Linked DNA regions of Hordeum vulgare: region 2 is linked to region 1. A link is a contact called in public HiChIP or PLAC-seq data. All regions are on one chromosome and are shown on one strand. Each heading gives the region's core, a stretch centred on a gene start, on an enhancer-like site or on the middle of the called end of the contact. The rest is flanking DNA. Distances are from core to core; before and after follow the strand shown.

Evidence for each region. HiChIP or PLAC-seq counts read pairs in DNA pulled down with a chosen protein or histone mark.
Region 2: an H3K4me3 HiChIP or PLAC-seq map of embryo shows a contact between it and region 1, with 5 times the contacts expected there. The contact joins the promoter of LOC123402195 here to the promoter of LOC123401593 in region 1. A contact is called at or near these places in 1 of 6 Hi-C or Micro-C datasets (leaf) and 1 of 1 datasets of contacts at active chromatin or transcription factors (embryo).

The regions. Positions count from the first base shown.
Region 1 is chr6H:90,976,559-90,980,049 of MorexV3_pseudomolecules_assembly, forward strand. It overlaps LOC123401593 (protein PECTIC ARABINOGALACTAN SYNTHESIS-RELATED-like), which reads left to right and starts at 1,746. Exons shown (of 11, transcript XM_045095419.1): 1 at 1,746-2,135; 2 at 2,218-2,268; 3 at 2,362-2,452; 4 at 3,116-3,192. The coding sequence starts at 1,797.
Region 2 is chr6H:90,784,802-90,788,292 of MorexV3_pseudomolecules_assembly, forward strand. LOC123402195 reads left to right here and starts at 1,844. Exons shown (of 2, transcript XM_045096074.1): 1 at 1,844-2,122; 2 at 2,238-2,793. The coding sequence starts at 1,971. The coding sequence ends at 2,598.

The sequences.
Region 1 (3,491 bases), core at 496-2,995:
CCCCTTTCTCCTCCCTTTCCCTCCATTTCTCCCATCTCCCCCCTCGTCGCCGCTCCCATCATCCGACCGCCATGCCATCGAAGAAGAAGTACACCTTCCCTAGCCCCGTCACCGCTGCCGATTCCAGCCAACCGAAGCAGTGGAAGCCGAGGAAGTCGGTGGCTAGGCCGGCGGGCGTTTCGGACGCCGAGTGGAGGGCGGATGTGCAACACCGGGAGGCGGTCACAACAGACCCGCAGAGGAGACTCGACGCCAAGAAGATCAGGGACGTGGCGGCGACGGCGGTGGCGGTCGATTAGGAAGAGCGCCCCGCGTGGGGATGATGAATCCTCCCGGCCGTAACCCGCAGGCCGCATGGAGGGGCCGCCAAGGCATTGTGTCGCCGGCCAACCTCTTGCCACCGATGCCGCCCTAGGGGTACGTACCCTCGCCTGGCTACTTCGACGGTGTCGCACATGGTGGTAATAATCCCAACACCACCTTTCCGCATGGCGCGCCGCAACGTTCCTCCCCCACCGGTTTCAGCCATGACCCGCGTACCCCCTCACCCGCGTTCAACGCCCGCCTCAACACCCAGTACAACTACTCGCAGTATGCGTACTCGTCAGCAGCCTTGCATGCACCGTCTCTACGCCGTGGTGTCCTTCCATTCGCGCCCACTTCGTCGCTGCAGTTTAACTACACCGACCCCGACTTTGTCAACATCCACATGGACCGGAGCGAGAAGGCCATGGTGAACCACTGGTCGACGATCTAGACGGCCTGCAACAAGTAGCATGGGATCGTCGAGGAGGCCGCGACGACGGCGGTGAGCCGGGGAGCTACGACTCGGGCACATAGAAGGGGAGGAACCATCCACACGCGAGCCAACAAATTTAGTTCAGATGGATAAGGGTCGGTGAGGAGACCACGAGTGAAATGGGTAAAAAGGCAGGGGATTTTATGCAAAAGTGTGGGCGACGACCGCCCCGTCCACTTGGCTGTCAGTTGGCTGTCTCTGATTGGTCCAGGACTAAATCATCATATACACAACAAGTTATAGGACGACGGGGTCAAGTTTTGCAAAATTTGGACTAAATCATCACATATAACAAAGTTGTAGGACTTGGGGGAGTAGGGCATTTTGGAGACCATGCTCCATGGAGCCCTTTATTTTGAATTTTTTTTTTCAAAATTCATGAATTTCAGTTTAAAAAATTCTGAAAATAAATATACATGCATGCAAGTATGTAAAGTGTATGTGTGAAAAATTTCAGGATGAAATACTTTGAATTGCGAGCTGCACAAAAAAATAAAATCATGGACTTTAAAAATAAACAATATATATGTTAAAAACACCAAATTTATCTTTTTGTGCAGCTCACATTTTAATGTATTTTGACCTGAAGATTTGCACACATGTACATTATGTATCTTGGTACATGTGTATTTATTTCCAGAATTTTATAAAGTTAAATTTTTTGAAATTTGAATTTTTTAAATAAAGACCTATATAAAGCTCGGCCTCGGTTTGGCATTTTCGGACTTGGGATGCTTTTATAACTCAACAAAAAAGACATTGGCTGTGGAACTTCCATAGCCAATAGCCAAATGGAAGGGACGGTTTCTGTCCACGATTTGCTCTGCGCAAGTCAGGGATGACTGGCCACTCACAGCCGTCGGATCGAGAATCGAAGCATGAGATCGACTCAGGTGCGCTCCCACTACCGTCACGCACCGAAAGCGAAGTCCTGAGACTGCACGCTGAAACAGGCACACTCCCACTCTCGTCTCGCACCGCGCCGCCGGCGGAAGCGATGGCGGAGCTTCGGCACTCGACGGCGGCGGCGGCCGCCCGCGCATCCAACTCTCCGGCAAAGCGCGACTCCGACGCGTCCTCCGCTTCCTCCCCATTCGCTTCCACCTCCGCCGCCCGCGGCCGCGACGACGACGGCAAGGACGCCCACCGCTCCTCACTTCTCCCCCCGCACCACCATCACCACAGGCAGCTCCTTCCGTCTCCCCTCCGCTCCCTCCTCGCCCTCGAGGACCCCAGGACCCCCACCGCCTCCCTCTCCTACCGGATCTTGCTCGCCGTCCTCGCGCTCCTCCTGCTCGCGGCCCTCTTCTCCGCGCCCTCCCTCTGGTCCCGCTTCGTGAGTTCCTTCTCCCTCTCTCTACGCTCGGTTTCATCAGAATCCCAAGCTAGCACTTACATTTTTTGCTTCTTTATCCTAGAACACGCCCTACTTGTGCCAGAAGGAGGGGATCACGCTACATTGCCCCCAGGTGAAGTGCTCCTGATCTCAGCAACCATTCTGGCGATTCGTGTTCACGTGAGATTTTTTTTTGTTCTGGTGAATTCAATTGTATTGGGCGCAGACGAAGGAGCCTCTCTCGCTGTGGGAGAACCCACGTGCTGCCACCGCGTCCTGGAAGCCCTGCGCAGAGCGTCGAAGCGACGAGCCCTCAGGCAAGTCCAGCATTGACACTACTTGAAAGACAAAAAATGTAGCATATGCTGCACCATTCACTTTTAGCCTTGCTGTACTCAGTCACTGTGAGGTCGCTTATTGCTTAACTACACAACCTAGATTTATGGCAACTATTTAAACTCTTGGTATGCTTAGTGTTTACTGTGATGTGTGAAATTTGTTAGGGTGGCTAAAACCTGAATGACAGTGTTCTTCGAGAGTTCAGTTTTGACCCATAATTCCATACTTTCATTTTCATGTAAGGTTGCAGATTTATGAGGCAGCGTATGGGAACTGAATGCATCTTATTGCTATGAAATATTGCCAACATTAGTGTGGGTTTAAAATTGTAATGCACTTCTCATTCATAGACTTCTGTCAGCAATGTGAGTCAGAGCACAGAATACTTTCTATGTAAAGCGCAATGCCAGTTCTTATGAAAACATCTTCTAGCCATGTTTTTGTGATATTTCCCCGTAGAACCATAGTGTTCCCCTGCAAGAAAGGATACCTCAGTCAGTGGAGAGATGTGCACCCTCTGTTATATACATAAACTTTTCGGTAAAAAAAAATCACCTTCTGAATTTTTCATAGAACATTTGTTTCCTTTCATGATTGGGCACTGATAAGTGATAATTATTACATCATTGTATATAATGCAGATGTCCCACCTGAGAACAAAACCTCTGGGTATATTTTTATTCATGCCGAAGGTGGACTGAACCAGCAACGAATAGCTGTATGTATGCACTCCTGTTTTTCACTTTTTCTCAGCCTTCCTCACCTTATCTTGTGTGATTGTTAAATCTTTGTTTCAGTGGTGCAATGTTTTTTTTTTCTGTTGAAGCATAGTTCTGAGTCTCGCTGTTACATGAGAACTGTTTTTCCTATGATGGTGGTTGTTGCTTAAGCGTAATCAGCCTATACCTTCAATACATTTATGATAATTCATTTTTATAGCATGCTTTAACAATGATCTTCTGTTTCTTATTTAAGAAATAAAATTAGATTCCCCTGTCATTTAATACTTATTTATGT
Region 2 (3,491 bases), core at 594-3,093, 190 kb before region 1:
CTTGGCACTGAGGTTCAAACGATAAGATCTTCGTAGAATATGTAGGATCCAATATGGGCATCCAGGTCCCGCTATTGGATATTGACCGAGGAGTCTCTCGGGTCATGTCTACATAGTTCTCGAACCCGCAGGGTCTGCACACTTAAGGTTCGACGTTGTTTTATGCGTATTTGAGTTATATGGTTGGTTACCGAATGTTGTTCGGAGTCCCGGATGAGATCCAGGACGTCACGAGGAGCTCCGGAATGGTCCGGAGGTAAAGATTGATATATAGGAAGTCCTGTTTTGGTCACCGAAAAAGTTTCGGGCTCATCGGTAGTGTACCGGGAGTGCCGGGAGGGGTGCCGGGGACCATCGGGAGGGGTGTCACGCCCCAAGGGGTCTCATGGGCTATGGGAAGAGATAAACCAGCCCCTAGTGGGCTGAAATAAGTTCCCACTAAGGCCCATAAGGTTTGAGAAGGAAAAAACACAAGGTGGAAAGAGTTTCCAAGTGGGAAGGTGGAATCCTACTCCAAGTAGGATTGGAGTAGGACTCCTCCACCTCCAATTTCGGCCAAACCTTGAGGGTTTGAGGCTGCCTCTTCCCTCCCCCTCCCTCCTATATATACTGAGGTATTAGGGCTGATTTGAGACAACTTTTGCCACGGCAGCCCGACCACATATCTCCACGGTTTTACCTCTAGATCGCGTTTCTACGGAGCTCGGGCGGAGCCCTGCCGAGACAGATCATCACCAACCTCCGGAGCGCTGTCACGCTGCCGGAGAACTCTTCTACCTCTCCGTCTCTCTTGCTGGATCAAGAAGGCCGAGATCATCGTCGAGCTGTACGTGTGCTGAACGCGGAGGTGCCGTCCGTTCGGTACTAGATCGTGGGACTGATCGCGGGACGGTTCGCGGGGCGGATCGAGGGACGTGAGGACGTTCCACTACATCAACCGCGTTCACTAACGCTTCTGCTGTACGGTCTACAAGGGTACGTAGATCACACATCCCCTCTCGTAGATGGACATCACCATGATAGGTCTTCGTGCGCGTAGGAAAATTTTTGTTTCCCATGCGACGTTCCCCGACAGTCAGTAGACTCACTCGTAATGTCTTGTGCCATGACTTAGTAAATTGTGTGGAAGAGCACTTTGTAAAACAATCATAATGTCGAAACGACAAAATGTAGGCATTATCAATAGGGGTGATAATCTGCAAAGCAGTAGATCTACACACTATTGTGATCCCAAAACATCAATTTGGAAAACAACACTTAGAATTTTGCATATCAATTCTTGCTTGTATCAAGCCAAAGGCTCAATTAATATGAATTGATTTTTATTTGCAAGAAAATAAAAATCTCAGTTGCAAATCTCAGTTGAAAATTAAATGAGATGATTTTATATCAAGTTGCAAGATAATTCAGCAAAATGAATTAATATTTTGCGAGAAAAAAAAATTATTCTCAATCGCAATGAGATTGTTTTGCGAGATTTTTTTTTTCAATCGCAAATCAATATTGTTATGCGAGAAAATTTAATTTCAATCGCAAAACAACATCATTGTACTATAAGATATGTTATAGGGATTGCTAAAAAGCAAACGCATTGAACATGCCGCATATTTTCTTTCTGGAGTGTTAAAACTCAACAGAAAAGAAACTGAAAATGCAAAATTTCAAAGAGCGAGATGGCTCGATTGTAAAATAAAGTCAAGCGTATAGCTAAACTGCAAAGATTCGCAAGCTTAAGGATCGAATCAGAATTTTGGACCGATTTAGCATTAAAATAAAGTCGAAGGACTAAATAGAGGAACGACTGAAAGGATAAGATGCCCTTTCTTCCTCCTGTGGCCATCATGTAACCGTCGCATGCGAGCGCGACTGGGCGGCTGCGGCCGTGGCGCAGCCGGGCACGTGCGGCGGCCGGGCACGGGCGACGGCCGGGCGGCGCGGGGCCATCCACGGTCTGAAGCGGCAACGCGTGGATGAGCCGGGCAGCCCGTCTTCCTCCTGTGTACAAGAACCACCATGGAGGCCGGAGTTGGATGCCACGACCGTTGGGGAGCCCGAACGTTGTCGGGTGCTGGCGCAGTGCACTGACTCGATTCAGTTATCCAGTCCGTATTGACTTCCAATTGTATGATGTCGTTTGCCTGATTAAGGATGTTATTTACAACTTCATGGTTGTCTCATTGATTCCCGTCGTTTGACTTCATGGTTCGCCTGATTCAGGATGCTATTTACAATTTCAGGATTACTCTTCACATGTGCGGAGAAAATCGCTGGGACGGGCGTTGTCGGCATAGACGGAGCCGGTGCGCGGATGGGCGGCCACGGGCGTCATGGCTACGGGCACGACGGGCGGCCACTGGCAGGGCGCTGGGCACTGGGCGCGCCCGCGTGAGGGGCGGCACGGCCGGACGGCCACGAACGCCACGGTCCTGCGCGACCAAGGTCAGACGCGGCCACGGACAGGCTCGGGAGACAAGGCCACGGCGCCGGCACGGACTGCCGCAGTCACGACCAGACCAGCAGCCGGAGCGGCTGCTCGACAACGAGCGCCGGGGCACAATGAAGGCGACGCTGAAGCGTCTATTCTTCTCGAGCCGCTGAGGGCTTTCCTGCCGAAACCAGGAGCGGGGCCGTCGGGGACCGCGTGAGTCGTCGAGGAGGTGTGCGTGCCAGAGCGCCGTGAGCGATCTCTCTTCTTTGGCCTAATTGCTCTTTGTTAGGCAAAGTGCTGATAACATGTTAGAGTAAAACGAGATTGAATGAAAGTAATGGACGATCAGTCGTGATTTCTATTGATTCTCAAGTTTATATACATCTGGAAGAGGTGCGAAGAAGAGGTGCGTGTTCGGAGGCATCCCTCCGGAACAGGTGCCTGTTGGCAATAGGGAGATATAATAGACATGACTTTTCGGGGTTGGACACCCTTTCCTAATTAATTTCTAACATTACTTATGCACAGACTGGATATATTGTTTATTATGTTTGTATCCTTTTGATGTTTCATTTAAGCTAATAAAATTCATCATTTATTGAAAAAAGATTTATATATGATTTTATTGGATGCTTAAACTAAAAGCAACTCCAGCGGGGCGACCCATTTCGTCCGCTGACGTCCGTTTGGGTCGGCGCGGACACAAAAGTCGGTCCAACGGGCCGACCCAAACGGACGAGCGTCCGTTTGGCATCCGCCTGCCGACCCATTCCCAGTCCATTTTTGAGCCGGATTTGCGTTAGCGCAGACACGAGACGGACGCGCGCGCGCTCGCATTCTCCTCCCCCGGACCCACTTGTCGGTGGCATCCTCCACCATTTTCCCCAAAAACCCTCCCGCCCCACCCCCGCCATGGACGACGACCTCGATGCCGCCACCGGCCTCGCCTCCCTCGCCTCGTCCGGCATGACGACTGCCCCCTGTGGCAAAGGCAAGCGCAAGACCGCCGCCGTGCCCAACCCGAAGAATACGCTGACGCCCGAACATCACATAAGAGAGTCGG